Linked DNA regions of Mus musculus: region 2 is linked to region 1. The links are chromatin contacts, called in public HiChIP or PLAC-seq maps. All regions are on one chromosome and are shown on one strand. Each heading gives the region's core, a stretch centred on a gene start, on an enhancer-like site or on the middle of the called end of the contact. The rest is flanking DNA. Distances are from core to core; before and after follow the strand shown. Region 1 overlaps Asic1 (acid-sensing (proton-gated) ion channel 1). Region 2 overlaps Lima1 (LIM domain and actin binding 1).

Region 1 (4,986 bases), core at 519-3,018:
TGGTCACAATGTGAGGCCTGGGAGGATAGGGGCAGAGTAGGGCCTGAACCAAGTTGGGAGAAATTATTTTGAAAATCATTTGGGATTGAGAAAGTCCCAAATAGCACTAGGGGCTATCCCTAGGCAATCCAGTTGGGTAGATATCAGTAGCTCCCTTCTGAGCAGCCAAGAAAGCAAGGAAGGCCCAAGACAAGGCCATCTTCTTTCCTGGCCGGCTCCCTTCCTTCCCAGTGGGGTGCTCGGTTGCCAGAGCAACAAAGTCTGAAGCTCCCATCTCCTTCCCCACCTTAAGGGCAGCCAGGCCAAGGCAGGGCAGGGGGTTCCGTGTGGGTGGGGGGCTGGGGGACTCAGCTGCTGCTAGTCCCTGGGCGGGGGCTGGGGAGTGAGCACAGTCACAGCTGGTGGCAGCCTCCAGCTGCACCTTATCCATCCCTGGCAGTGGGAGCAGGATGTGGCTGGAATGCTGAGCGGCACCGACGGGAGGAGGGAGGGGGCCTGCAGATGGTTGCCCAATCCGCCCAATGCCAGCCCCTCCAGCTGAGACCCGGAGCCTTTGCCTAGGGAGAAAGAAGCAGGGATTCATGTGTGGGCCTTGGGAGAGAAAGAAGAAACAGACAGTGGGTGTCCTAGAGGTAGGGATGAGGTAGGGGTGCGGTAGGAGCGGTAATCTTAAATAGGGCTAGACACACAGGGCAGGAATCTGTGGAGTGCCCACAAGATCACTCTAGATCCTGAAGCAGGGACAACCCTCTAATAAAGGGGAGGAGTGAAGGAGGTAGGCCTAGAAGGGGACAGGCCTTCCTCAGGGTTCTGAAGGGAGACAAGAATATTCTGGAACACCGAGGGGAGGGAGGTGCTAATCTAAGAGGAGGTGAGATCCCAGAGCTCAGACTGGGGACAAAGAGGTCATCCAAAGCCACCAGAGGCCTAGTGGCGGCATAGCAGAGTGATGGAACACTTGGTTGGCAAGAGGGAGGTATTAGGTCCAGCGACAAAAAGCATACATTTTAAAAATAAGTAAATCACGATTTAATAAGTAAAAATTTTAAAACGGGGCTGGAGAGATGGCTCAGTGGTTAAGAGCACTGACTGTTCTTCCAAAGGTTCTGAGTTCAATTCCCAGCAACTACATGGTGGCTCACAACCATCTGTAATGAGATCTGACGCCCTCTTCTGGTGTGTGTGAAGACAGCTACAGTGTACTTAGGTATAATAATAAATAAATCTTTAAAAAATAAAATAAAACAAGTAATAAGAGCCCGGGAACGCCAATTCTTGGACCTCGGACACTCCTCATTCTCACTGCACCCCACAGAAGCTCAGAAACGTCCTTAGGGGACATGATCCAAGTGGTTTTCTCTCTCTCTCTGTGAGTACGCTGTCGCTGTCTTCAGACTCACCAGAAGAGGGCGCGCCAGATCTCATTACAGATGGTTGTGAGCTACCATGTGGTTGCTTGGAATTGAACTCAGGACCTCTGTAAGAGCAACCGGTACTGCTGAGCCAACTCTCCAGTCCCCAAGTAGATTTATTCCCTTCAACTAGAGTGGGAGTGGTGAGGAGAAGGAGAGAGAGAGAAAGAGAGAGAGAGAGAGAGAGAGAGAGAGAGAGAGATCCTGATGACCCCACCCAAAGGAGTGTGGGCAGGATAAACAAGCACACTTTAAAAGAGTAAAGGAATCCGGACACGCCCCATCCTGCTCTCTTCCCTGGCAAGTACGGGAGCCAAGATGCAGGGTGGGGGAGGAGCTAGGCAGAGCCAATCAGGAACCCAGAGACCCTGGGGACGGGTCTCTTGCTGTGCCTTCCCCCTCTTTTCCCTGCATAGATCTTTGGGTAACTTAGCTCTCTCCCTCTCTCACCCCTCCCCCACCCTGGCTACTCCTCCCAGACTGCTATCAGCTAAGAGGCTACTCTAAGCTAATTGATCTCTCTGCTCTTGCCTAAAGTAATAGGGAATTGATGTAAGTAACTAAGTGCCTCTGGGGGCAGAGTCGGAAGTAAGGGCTCTGAGGAGTGGATGTCTATCTAATGCCCAGCTGCAGCCGGTGGACAGCTTGCTGGGTGATGGGTGCTACACCCCACTGTGTTCTGGAGGCAGAATGCTAACAGACTGGTTGGGGACATTCTGTTATAGGTACAGGTCACTCCTGCATGGCTTCAACTTTGTGGAGAGCAATTGTGATTATGGAGGGGAGGGGTGGGGATATCGCCATATTCCTCCGGTGGACAACCGGAGATTGGGGGTGAGGAAGAGGGTGACAAGTTCCGCCATTCACTCCCCTCAGACAGTCACTTCCAAATGCCAGCTCCTGCCCTGCGGCTAAGGTGTGGCAGCTGAATCTAGACTTCACTCCTAGCCTTAGGGGACCTAGCGAGATCAGGGTAGAATCCTCCCACCCACCTCCTCAGCTGGCTACTCCAAAACCCCCAGGGTTACAGAATGCTTGCTCCCACCGCCCCCAGGCACAGATGACAGTTCTCTGGAGCCTTTAGCCATTAGCCAGCCAAACTGAGTGGTTTTGCTCTGAGCTGTGACAGCCAAGGCTTGCTACCTTCTGGTTGAGACCATATCCTCTTGGGTGGGCAATCTGAAAGGCAGGGCAGGGAAGGCCACAGCAGGGCAGGGAAGGCCACAGCAGGGCAGGGAAGGCCACCGCAGGGCAGGGAAGGCCACAGCAGGGCAGGGAAGGCCACCGCAAGGTGTACCTAGCAGGGCTGGAGGGCTACATGTGAGGTAGATTTCCACCAGACTCCTTTCCCCGTTTCTAGTCCCAGTTACTGTGAGGAGATGGGTGGTGCTGAAGTGTTGTCAAGGGGCAACTTTATCCCCTGCTCCTGGGATAAAAAGCCACTGAGATACTTCAGCCAAGGCTAGGTCTGTATTTAACCCATGTGCAGACGTGGACATCCTTTGTTTTGTTTTTGGTGTTTTTGTTTGTTTGTTTGTTTTTGTTTTTGTTTTTTTTAAGATAGTGTGTCTTAGTCAGGGTTTCTATTCCTGAACAAACATCCTGACCAAGAAGCAAGTTGGTGAGGAAAAGGTTTATTCAGCTTACATTTCCACATTGCTGTTCATCACCAAAGGAAGTCAGGGCTGGAACTCAAGCAGGTCAGGAAGCAGGAGCTGATGCAGAGGCCATGGAGGGATGTTACTTACTGGCTTGCTTCCCCTGGCTTGCTCAGCCTGCTCTCTTATAGAACCAAGACTACCAGCCCAGAGATGGTCCCACCCACAATGGACCTCCCACTAATTGAGAAAATGCCTTACAGCTGGATCTCATAGAGGTATTTCCTCAACTGAAGCTCCTTTCTCTGTGATAACTCCAGCTGTGTCAAGTTGACACACAAAACTAGCCAGTACACAGGGTTTCTCTGTGTAGCCCTGGTTGTTCTAGAACTTGCTCTGTAGACCAGGCTGGCCTCAAACTCAGGTAACTGCCTGCCTCTCCTCAGTGCTGGGATTAGAGGACTAGGCTGCCATGCCTAGCCCTGAGGGATACTTTTAAGTTATAGTGAAACTATTGAATTCTCTTAAGAAGTTGTAAGACCTAGGGCTGCTGGCTGGAGATGTAACTGAGTGGTATGCTTGCTGGTCATTAACAGAGCCCTGGGAGATGAGAGAGATAAGAGAGGGAGGGGAAGAGAAGAGGAGAGAGAGAGAGAGAAGATCCCATTAGAGATGGCTGTGAGCCACCATGTGGTTGCTGGGAATTGAACTCAGGACCTCTGGAAGAGCAGTCAGTGCTCTTAACCGTTGAGCCATCCCTCCAGCCCCAGTTAAGACCTTTTAAGATCCTATGAGTTCTAAGAAAGAAAACTTTTTCCCACCCCCACCATCCATCAACTGACTGTCTCATTGGACCGGGAGGTTAGGTTTTGCTGTTCAGTATGGTGTCTCTCTAATTGGTGTGCCCCTCAGCATGCCAGGCAAAGAACATCCCTAAAGGAGATGTTGGCTGCAGTGGCCTGGGCTGTAGCCAACCCAGACTTCTCGTGGTACACCCAATGCATGTGTGCCTCTCCATCCCATGTCTGGAGGAGAATTCGGATGTAGTGTGTGGAATGGACATGTGTGGTTGTGCACGGGGCGCACACAGCTGTGTGTGTGTGCTGTGAGAGGAGCTTCTGTGTGGACACACTTGTTGTTGCATGAGGAAGGAGTCCATGGCAGTGAATTTCAGTCTTGCTTTGAGATTATAAAATCCCCTTTATCTGTGCTCATTCAAGCTTCAATTATGTGTCTGAAGGAAGCTTAATAAATATCACCACTGGAAAGACCAGGACACCGAGGGTCGGGATGTTACGTAGTTTGCCTGAGATCATGACGGTCTAAGGCTTTGACTTTGGATCTTCCACGCCCAGCCTCTTCAGGCTTTGGGCACAGGACCGTGTGTGGCAGACCAAGCTGCTCTGGGCTCTGGGACTACATGTGCTCTGAGGAGAAGCAATGTGGTGAGGTAGGGAGGGGAAGGAAAGGGTGCAGAAGTGACCCCAGGAATCCCATCCCTCTCGAGTGAGCTCAATCTCTAGATGGCTGTTTTTAGTTATTCTATTTCTTACTGTTGTTATGGGAAGAGCTAAGAGGGTTTCCTCGAGTAGCTCTAACTGGCTGGAACTTGCTCTGTGACCAGGCTGGCCTGGAACTCACAAGATCCGCCTGCTTCTGCCTCCCAAATATTGAGACCAAAGGCATATGCTATTCACACCCAGCAACACCTCTGCTTTTTTTTTGGGGGGGGGGGGTCGAGACAGGGTTTCTCTGTGTAGCCCTGGCTGTCCTGGAACTCACTCTGTAGACCAGGCTGGCCTCGAACTCAGAAACCTGCCTGCCTCTGCCTCCAAAGTGCTGGGATTAAAGGCGTGAGCCACCACTGGCCAGCTCACCCCTGCTTTTTAAAATTTCACCATCTTTTCAATCCCTACAACTGGTCCCCTGACTCCCCTCCCCCACCGCAGGGATTAGTCCCAGACAGTCTCACTGTA
Region 2 (4,638 bases), core at 899-3,398, 160 kb after region 1:
GGGTGGGAAACAGCCAGAGGTTACAGGAGGACAAAGGGGAACTTGGTGACACAGATGTTAGTCTTGGTAGTTGTCTTCCATGATAAAGAGAACTCTAACTTGGCACCATGACCACTGCTAGCACCTCCTTCTCCCCACTGTTGCTCATGCAGCCCAGGCTCACTTGAAACTTGGTATGCATTGGAGGGTGCTTGCTAATCCTCCTGCCTTCGTCACCGTAGTGCAACAACACCGTAGTGGATCAACAGCACCATCAACTTCAACCTCAGTTATTTAACGGTCTTTGAAATTATTTCCAGTTTTTCATCACTGAAAATAGTGCTTTGGTGAATGTCTATGTGTGTATGTATGTATGAATATATATATATATACATATACACATATATATGTGTGTGTATGTATGTGTATACACACACACACACATATATATACATACATATATACATACATATATACATATATATACACACACACATATATATATTTATTTCATTCCAACTGCACTAAAAGGACTTAAGAGACTGCCTTAGTAGGAATTGAGAAACACAGCAGATTGCAGTTAAACTGGAACTTAGACCTGGCCTTGAACTTTTGTTTCCACACCCTGTGACAATCATCTTCTGTTTATTATACCAATAAATCAGTATAGAGAGCCAGACTCGATCACTGCACAGCCAGTGAATTATTCTTACGCTGAGTTTGGTTGAATAAATATTCACAGGCTCCTTTTTCTTCACTGTCCTAAGAGAAGTCCAAATCTTGAAATTCCAAATACTTTGGTTGTTTGCTTCTGTTTTGTTTTATGAAATAGGGTTTCATGGCCTTCAGCATGCTGTGCAGGCCAGGCTGGCTCCGCCTATGTCCACCTCCAAGTGCTGAGTGTGCACTTATCATGCTTGCTTTTGTCTTTTAAATGCTGTCTGGCATTTAGGGTGCCTGGTGTCCGAGGAGGCCAGAAGAGGGCATCAGATCCCCTTGGACTGGAGTTACAGATGGTTGTCAGCTGCCAAGAGGATGTTGGGAACTGAACCTGTGTCTGCTAGAAGAGCAGCTGGTGTCCTTAACCACTGATCCATCTCTTCCTCCTTAAGATGGCGTTTCTCTGTGTGGTTCAAGCTAGACTCCACCTTCTGGGCTTCACTGACCCTTCTTCTGTGTGGTAGCACAGGCTACCACAGAGGCTGTGAAGCTCAAGAGACCCAACCTTCCTGCAGCGTGCAGGATTAAACCTATGGCCATACCTGCGCTGGGCACGTGCTCCTCACTGGACTTTCTTACCATCTCTCAAGTGTAGCGCCAGAATTCAGGCCTCGGACTTTGTTTGGAAAAGTGGGAAGGGCACTTTGAAGACTCAAGTTGAGGGGGAAAACAAAAAACAAAAAAACCCACTTGCAATGGCATTCTCTAAGCAAGACCCAGTGTGGGGTGGTGGCACTGTATGCAATTTCTGGTACTCAGGAGAATCTGTGTCCAAGGCCAGCCTGGGCTACACATTAAAACCTGCTCTCAAAAAAAAAAAAGAGTTCTATAATTAAAATCTCATGCCACTCCCTTCCCAGAGTTCTGGTAGTCATCTGGGACCACAGATGACCATCCCATCCCCTCTCCCTCACATATGGAATCTAATCTTGCAACTGTTCACTCCCCACAGCTGTGAGGCAGGCAGCTGACAGAGGACACTAAAATTATCTGGAGGATAATCACAGTGTCTGAAATATTTCTAAGGCCAGAAAACAGAGTTCCTGAGCGATGACCCTTGCTTGTGTGCTTTCGGATAGAGAGAGGAACTCTGGGCCTAAAGAAGAAAACACGGGAACTCCCAAGGTTAGGTTTATTTTATTATTTCTAGAACAATTTCACCACAAAAATGTCAAAGAGAAGCAAAAGAGGAAGCCATCAAGGAAGGTCTGAGAGCCTCTTTCATTGCTGTTATTAAATAAGCCCCCCTCCCCCCCCACACCCCTAATTCCGTACCCTCTTTAGCACGGGGATTCAGTGGTAAAAGGGTGCTGGCTCAGCCAGAGCCATGATATGGGGAAGAGGACACAACTGGTGGGGGCTGAGGGATCGGTGGGCCGGACTGACCAGTTCCTCAGCATGTGACTAACCTCGTGACCGACCTTTAATCACAAATTCCTTATAGGCCAGAGTGGGACAAAGGTTAGGCAGGTGTGGTTTCAAACTCTGTCAGCTGCTGGGTGCTCTTCTCAGTGCTAATCTACTCAGAACCTAAAACAAAACCGCCATCAGGGCAGGGTCTGGGCTCAGCCCTTCCATCTCTCCAGAACTGGCAGTGGAGGCTCTTCCGAGGACCTCAGGGAAGACGACTCAAAAATAACAGGGCCAGATTCCCTTTAACTTCAAAAATATTGATTCAAACAGGAAACCAAACTCTGCCAGTTAACCTTTATCAAGAGAAGAATCATATGATGCTGAAACCACAGGGAAGGGAACCCAAAGCTCTTCAAGCTGCCGTTAATAGGACCTTTCTTATGCCAGGGGCGATGGTTTACAAAGCAGAGATCTAAAAGTGTATAAATTTATAAAGAGCTAAGTGTGGAGATATAAAGAGCCTGAGACTTAGGCTCTGTTGCCAGGAACAACTCTTCTGTACGCATAACTATAAGATGAATCCCCTTTCTTGCCCCAGAGAGGGTTTCTCTGTGTAGCTCTGGCTGCCCTGGAACTCGATCTGTAGTCCAGGCTGGCCTCAGACTCACAGAGCGCCTCCTGCCTCTGCCTCCCAAGTGTTGAAATTAAAAGTGTGCACACTATGCTCTGCTCTAATTATTTATTTATTTTAAAGTAACTCTTTAGTCACACAAACAAACAAACAAAAACATAGTCCTATAGCCATCTTTGGGAATATGTAGTGAGTATTAAAGTAATATTAGCAGCATGTTTCCATTTAATATGAAACCTAGGAAAGAAATCCAGGCTGAGCCCTTCATTTTTTTTTTAAGATTTTCTAAAAAAGATTTATTTATTTATTATATGTAAATACACTGTAGCTGTCTTCAGACACACCAGAAAAGGGCGTCAGATCTCATTACAGATGGCTGTGAGCCACCATGTGGTTGTTGGGATTTGAACTCAGGACCTTTGGAAGAGCAGCCAGTGTTCTTAACCGCTGAGCCATCTCTCCAGCCCCTTTTCTTAGATTTATTTACTTATTTTATATATAAGTACACTGTAGCTGCCTTCAGACACACCAGAAGAGGGTGTCAGATCTCATTATGGATGGTTGTTGGGATCTGAACTCATGACCCTTGGAAGAGCAGTTAATGCTCTTAACCGCTGAGCCATCTCTCCAGCCCTTCATTTTTATGGCTGGCCCCACTTCTGTATTTACAATTAATATTGATAATACTGTGTGCGTGCTCGCGTGCCTGGAGAGGCTAGAAGGAGCCTGCTGTCCTCTGTGCTAGAGTCAGGGGTGTCTGTGTGTCACCTGATAGGCTGCTGTGAACCAAAGTCTGGTCTTATAAAAAGCAATCTGTACTCTCAGCCTCGGAGCTGCCTCTCCAGCCTGGCTGGCTGTCACATTTCCATGCCTTTATTTTCTGCTCCCCTGGAATGTCCCCACCATGTTCCTAATCCACAAACTAAATGTCATTTATCTCCCCAAACCAGTTCAACATGTTAAGATAACCGCCCCAGGGGGGATAAGACAAACCCAAATGTTAACTCCAGCAGGTTTTCTCAACTACAAATCAGAGATAAAGCCGCTCCCATGCAGGTTTTGTAAAGATCAGAAATACTGTATGCGAATTTCTAGAGTCCAGCGGCTGAGAACATTGCTCCGTGGAAGAGTGTGTGCTTAGCTCGTACCCGACATTAGGTTCGAACCCCAGAATCTCCTTACACACAATAGAAGCCTGGTAAGTCACTTGTGGCTAAACAGGCTTAGGGCTTCCACCTTTGTATCTGTGCAACCTGTCTTTATAACCTTTATATAGAGGAGCTAGTTAACTAGTCTATGGAGAAGGAGACCTCTAAGATCCTCTTAAGACCATCAATCCCGACAACGGCAGGGGTGGTATGTGCAGATGGATCTTTGTGAGCCTGGTCGAGCTCCAGGCCAGCTGGGGCTATGCAGAAAAACTGTCTCAAATAAAACAAAACAAAACAACCCCAAAACAGGCAGAAGCAGTTAAGAACTTTTTTTTGTTGTTTGTGCAGAGGACCCAAACTCCGTTTGTACCACTTAAACAGTATAGCTCCATAACTCCAACTCTAGGGGATCCAATATCTCCAAGGACACAGAATGTATGTGGTACATACATTCCAGCAATAAATGAATGAATGAATGAATGAATGAATGAATTAACAAATATGACCTCCCCCCGCCCCTCAACGTTCTAATGAGTTTCAAATCCTCATGAGAACTGGTTAGACCAGGCAGGGGTAAGGTGAGAGGTTACTGAACAGAGCAGAGAGCTTGGGCGAAATTCCCCAGCTAGAGAGAAGCTGAGCGCCAGCCAGGGACACAACACTGCCACCGTACAGAGGGAGCCATATGGAAGTCCCTGAGAACCGCCTGCAAGACACACCAGGGACAGAAGGACAGAGGGATTCAGTCTGAGATCACCTTTCCAAATTAGGTTGCTCCCTCAGTCAGGGCAAGCTCTGCGACCC

Evidence for each region. HiChIP or PLAC-seq counts read pairs in DNA pulled down with a chosen protein or histone mark.
Region 2: a contact with region 1 is called in an H3K27ac HiChIP or PLAC-seq map of embryonic stem cells, with 6 times the contacts expected there. The contact joins two enhancer-like sites. A contact is called at or near these places in 1 of 39 promoter capture datasets (hippocampal neurons), 1 of 15 datasets of contacts at CTCF or cohesin (the NIH/3T3 cell line), 1 of 484 Hi-C or Micro-C datasets (nephron progenitors), 2 of 115 datasets of contacts at active chromatin or transcription factors (both in embryonic stem cells) and 2 of 9 other capture datasets (liver and pancreatic islet).

The regions. Positions count from the first base shown.
Region 1 is chr15:99,676,858-99,681,843 of GRCm38.p6, forward strand. The region is part of intron 3 of Asic1 (acid-sensing (proton-gated) ion channel 1); the gene reads left to right. Among named protein-coding and RNA genes, the nearest start is that of Asic1, 9.0 kb to the left of the region's middle. Within about 2 kb of position 1,769, at least 65 of the 459 cell types and tissues checked have an H3K27ac peak or open chromatin away from gene starts, as enhancers often do. A contact at or near this core is called in embryonic stem cells, where this site is marked.
Region 2 is chr15:99,833,248-99,837,885 of GRCm38.p6, forward strand. All of the region lies in intron 2 of Lima1 (LIM domain and actin binding 1), which reads right to left. Gm17057 (a long non-coding RNA gene) reads left to right here. Exons shown (of 2, transcript XR_384452.3): 2 at 932-2,774. Among named protein-coding and RNA genes, the nearest start is that of Gm17057, 18 kb to the left of the region's middle. Within about 2 kb of position 2,149, at least 66 of the 459 cell types and tissues checked have an H3K27ac peak or open chromatin away from gene starts, as enhancers often do. A contact at or near this core is called in embryonic stem cells, where this site is marked.